2 separate regions of the Drosophila melanogaster genome follow, and region 2 is linked to region 1. A link is a contact called in public HiChIP or PLAC-seq data. All regions are on one chromosome and are shown on one strand. The core of a region is the stretch at or near the end of the contact, and the rest is flanking DNA. Distances in the headings are between cores, read along the strand shown. Region 1 holds the start of ec (echinus). Region 2 holds the start of Fas2 (Fasciclin 2).

The links. HiChIP or PLAC-seq counts read pairs in DNA pulled down with a chosen protein or histone mark.
Region 2: a contact with region 1 is called in a CP190 HiChIP or PLAC-seq map of the Kc167 cell line, with 4 times the contacts expected there. The contact joins the promoter of Fas2 here to the promoter of ec in region 1. A contact is called at or near these places in 4 of 107 Hi-C or Micro-C datasets (all in the S2 cell line) and 1 of 6 datasets of contacts at active chromatin or transcription factors (the Kc167 cell line).

Annotation. Positions count from the first base shown.
Region 1 is chrX:3,810,302-3,813,004 of dm6, forward strand. It overlaps ec (echinus), which reads left to right and starts at 1,397. Exons shown (of 6, transcript NM_130722.4): 1 at 1,397-1,971. It overlaps fd3F (forkhead domain 3F), which reads left to right. Exons shown (of 5, transcript NM_166991.3): 5 at 1-739. The coding sequence ends at 208.
Region 2 is chrX:4,204,737-4,207,439 of dm6, forward strand. It overlaps Fas2 (Fasciclin 2), which reads right to left and starts at 1,357. Exons shown (of 10, transcript NM_001272308.2): 1 at 1,164-1,357.

The DNA.
Region 1 (2,703 bases), core at 147-2,646:
AGGCAATAACAACCAAAATAACCAAATGGGCGGCAATAGCCACATGGGTGGCGGCAACTCGCAGTACTACATCACCGAAATTGATCCCATGGAGCTCGGCATTCAGATGTCGCACCAAGTGGAGCCCTCCGAGGAGGAAGTACTCTTCAGCGACGAGTTCAACCTTAACTACTTTGGCTATAATCCGGGTAGCGATATCGTCGCTTGACCGCGCAGACAACAGACTCCAGTTTCAGCTCCTCCAGCTCCCGCTCAGCCAAGCAATTGAATTACCCATATATATATATATATATATATATATATATACATATATGCATACTTGTATATATATTGCTCGATCTTGCTCCATTCCATGACAACAATCGTAATTGTAGCCGATCTACTCATAAGCCAACTCTAAACAAATACTAGTCACACTTGAACAACACTTACATGTAACCACCTAAATCAAACCCTACTTACCGTTTACCATTTAGACCATATGTATAGTCTAGTCTTCAGTGTACCAAAAACACACCTAATCCTTATTTTTTTTTGTCTATACTTTAGTTGAATATTTAGCCGATAAGTAGCTTTCTAGCCCTAAGTACTTATTCGTATATCTGCTCAAGTATCTATTTGCAGAGATTACATACATAGATCTTGCTCCTCTTCGAATTTAGTTAAGTGTTTTTACATGTAGCTGAATATTCGTGAATACTACCAGGCAGAATGATATCCACTCCACTAAGATGTTAACAAAAATTGGAGTTATAGAGCAGTCGAAGTAGTACTAATCCTATGAGTTGGGGAAAGTGTTTATAGTTTCCCTTACCCAAGTCCGTAGAACTAATGGCACCTAACTGGTTTTTTTCATTATGGCAAAATATACCTTTTTTTTATTAAAACCATTTGAAAAACAATTTTTTCGGATTACAAATTGAAAGGCTAAAAAGGTAGAAAGCCACATTTGGGTACATTTCATTTACTTCCGCCGCCGAAAAAGTGTTTGGAGAACTGAACGGTTACACTATCAGCGGTAAAGTCTCCAAGTGGGTTTGAGCCTTGGCTAAAGCAAGTGGCCGATCTCTCCGCTGGTTGATGTTTTTACCGAATGCTCATTGCGTTTCTCCACAATCGCGAAAAAGTGTTTGGAGAACTGAACGGTTACACTATCAGCGGTAAAGTCTCCAAGTGGGTTTGAGTCTTGGCTAAAGCAAGTGCCCGATCTCTCCGCTGGTTGATGTCTTTACCGAATGCTCATTGCGTTTCTCCACCATCGCGTTTCTCCACCATCGCGATTCTTCACCATTTCGTCTCTCCACCATCTCGTCTCTCCACCATCGCTGATCTCCACTGCTTTTTCAATCAGTCGTTCTTTGCTCTCGAAACCGAACGGACGTACCGATTTGCTGGCGGTTTGTTTTGATTCATAGCGGCTGCCCTGACTTTGTTTGCATTTGCTGACAGTGTCTTTGCATTTGCATTTGCGCAGTTGCCACACAGTTGTGTTTTTGTTGACGTGCGCGTGTGTCTTTGATAGTTTGTTTGTCTTTGCGAGGCCAAACCACTAGTTGCTGGATGGCTTTTGCCTGTTTTGCCAAAAAAAAAAAAACCAAACCGCGATTGCAAACCTGAATAATGAAGATGAAGATGAAAAATAAATAGTGGCCGAGTTGAGTTTGTTTTTGTGTGTTTGCTGAGTTTTTTGAGTTTTTGTTCAAGTGAAAGCGTGTGAAAAGTGGCCAACTCTCGGTCCAAAGCCCTCTCGCACTCTCTTTTGGCTCTCTTTTGGCAAGGGAATTTATAATATACAATAAACTCAAGACCAGACATCCACCGATATCCAGCGATATCCAGCGATATCCATATCCTGCCTTGCGGCCAGCCGAAAACTTCCGGTCAACATGCAACCGCAATTGTTGCATAGCCGCAGCCTCCGCCCTTCATTGCCACGATCTCCATCATCATATTAGCCACAGGTGTAGCCAGGTAAGTGAAAACCTATACCTATACCAAATCGCCATAACCATGCCGGGTTATGACATCCAGCTAATCTGATTAGGTTTGGGGGGGGAGTAGTTGATATCTGAGATTCGAGATTGGAGGCACTGTGCGCTGGGAATCCATCAATCATTTACTCAATCGCTGATCCGCCTGGGAAGTGATTTTCTACGGTTTGCCAGGGAAAAGAGAATCCCCAAGGAAAGAAAATGACTTCTAGACAGGCGTCATTTGACCGGTGATCAGGGTTTCCCGTCAAAGGTGAAACAAATTTTCCGCATGCCATTGAAAACTTGCTGTTCGAAGACCGGAAACAGAAACTTTAAAAATGGGTTTCCTTTAAAATGATTTACATTATTAGCAGTATTAATCATCGAGTTACTTTAGTTAGGCCGAATTTCGACACCGATACTAAAGATCTTTTATGAAAACCTTCAGATGCACAAAAACCGAAAACAGATTCATGGCTTCTGAAGGTCTGTACACAGCGATTCTCTCCGCCAATTTTGCCGGGCTCTTTTTATTTTGGATTGTTCTGGTTTCACATTTTTGGCAAACGTTTTTTATAATGTTTGTTGCTCCGGCTTCTTTGGCTGTCATTTCATTCGGAGACAAGTAGTTGGGGCTTTCTGGGTCAGTATTATATACTAATGTATGTACATACATTCGTGATGGTCGCGTTTTTTTTTTTTGATGTTTCAAGAGTAACTGATTGATGGC
Region 2 (2,703 bases), core at 107-2,606, 390 kb after region 1:
AAAGTTTCGAAAACGCTAATTATAATGAGAGACTTGGCCAGAGGGGAAGTTCTGGCAACGGTAGAGTTTTTGTGAATCTGTTCAAGTTGCACAAAGTTTAGAAGTTTTCCACTTGATATTCGTGAATTATTAATGCTGTCAAATGATTTGATTTTGACTTTCGGCGCGACCGACAAATTGTAATTACATCTGCCGTTTTGATTGCCTAGAATTGGACGAACTCAATAGGATTTTGTAGTCTTAATTAAAATATGGCTCGGTTAGGTTTGATAAAACGCAATAAACTAATTTATTAATGCGAAACTAACATCTTGTTCGAAAAACTGCCAAAAGTAAAGCGGCAAAAGTTTTCAAATAAGCACTCTATGAAGTCGATGAAGTTAATTTACCAACTTTGAGTTTATTCCGACTTGTTAACAGTTTAAACAAATATTTTTAATCACATTAAAACTTTTGCAGAAAGCCGCAGCAAACGAAATAAACTTTTTGATATGCGACATAAAGGCAATTTTGACAGACAAAGGAAAAACGAAACCGACTGAAATTGGTCGTGAAATTTGAGAATCTATTCTTTTCTATTTTTTTTTTTTTTTGTTCTGTGGTTAACATTCCAGATTAGTTGTGGAATCAATTTGCCCGGCTTTTCCTAATTCTTAACGTGTTTCTTTTTTGTATGTTTCATATTTCCTATTTGCCAGCTGCAAGCGTGAGTCAATTTCCAGTGCACACTGTTGGTAGTAACAACAATAAAGTTGGCAGCGAAGCGGGCCCAAAAACCTGTTTTCCGTTTTATTTTTCTTGCTTTTCAGGTGATGTTGCTCTTTTTTTTCATATTTGTTGTATGCACTTTTCCAACTCGATTATTGGGTGAGTTTTCAAAGGGTTTTCATGGAGGTTTTCATTGAAATAACTTTTGCACGTGACTCATTGGAATCTTGGGCTAAAACAACAAAACAGCATAGACTCAGCAGAGCGAGAGAGATACATTTGTGTATTTTTTGTCACACGCTAAAAAAAAAGTTTTGAAAAAAAAAATATGTACAAGAATGCCGCCAGTTTATTTTTGGTTTTTGTGGAGCTGTCTCGACATGTTTTTTGAGTTCTTCTCATGCACGGCCAAATAATGGCTGTTATGAGCAGTTATTATTATTATTTATTATTACCAATTTCTCATTGTTTAACTGGCACACTAACACACACGCACACGACGCGCCACGACCGTTAACACATACGGTGAAGAGAGCGCGAGAGAATGCGAGTATGAAGAAGAAGAACCACTTCTGTTGTCTCTATTTGTGTTTTTCTTTCTCTCAGCAAGCAGAGCACTCGACGCGTTGGCCGTCGAAACGTAACTGAAAGCACCGCTAGCGCTGCCGCCGCAAAATACCACAGCTATTGCCGCGCCACAAGATCTGGCAACCCCAAATGTTGCCAGCCGATGCGACGCAGCATGTTGCCAACCGAAAGTAATCAAGCAAGGGAGATGGTAGAAGTTTAAGAAGTAAAGTGCATAGATAATAGCAATTTATAAAACCGAAAATCTGAGCTCTTTTAAAATGAAATTAATTTACATAAATAACGTAATAAGTGCACAGGAATATTAATATCAGTTATTGGCCAAATATGTTTTCAGTGGAGACTAAAAGAGATGGAGAGTGTCTACCGTTAGGCGGCGAAGAATTCAGCTCTTTTCTTCTCGAGTGTCAGCAAGGTCAAACGACAATGGGCGGAGAAACTGGGCGGTGGCACTTAAGCCCCATTTCGTCACTTTTACGAGCGACTGGTGTCAGGTTTTTTGACACGTTTTTGTTGCCCAATCTTTGTGGAGCTTTGTCAACAAACTTTCAGAACGAAGCATTAAAAATGTAACTACTTTATTCGGGGGCACATTTAAAAGAGCTACACGTATGTACATATATTACGCAAAGTGTGCTATCGCGAGGAGATGATGTCTAGCTAAGGTTTTTCCGATTGATATGCAAGATGAAAATCTCACACTTCGATAAGTTTTGTAAGAATATTCGGGAACACTATCTAAACATCCTTCGAAGTTAGCAGCATGTTGCCGAAACCTCTTGCAACATTTCGAAATGAGGAAAACCAAAGTTTAACGTCTTATTTTTCGGCACAGCATTTTACGATCTTGCTGTCGAAGTAACCGACGAATGCTGGGGGGAAAATCGGGCGGGTATGCAAGACGAATTTTCCGGCTGGCAACATTTCGGATATTTCGGAGACGGCCACTTGTTGCCCGCGCAACATCGAGATTCGATTCCAAACAAAAACTTCTTTTATTTTCAATTGCCGCGCTGTCAATTAAACCAGCCTGCGGAAAAATCGTGACGAGGGGGGTGATTTTCCCCGGTTAAGTGGAAACAAAAAAAAAAATCGCAGTTACGTTTGAATGCGCTGTGTGCAATTTACTAAATGAAATTGCGTATAGATGCCAATGCGATGTATTCTGCAGTTATCATTGTTGTTTTGTTTCGTTTGTCGTTTGTGTGACGGAGCAATTTATCACCGTATACAGAGGGGATATATGTACCTACATATATCTATATACCAGCGACACCCCTCCCCCGCCAGAATCACCAATAAGTGATTTATAGGATTGTTATTTTGTCGTTGATGTCGCACTTTCGCTGCGCTTTATTTATTGCTCGGAATCTTCCTCTATCTCCCACACACAAAACAAAAACCCGA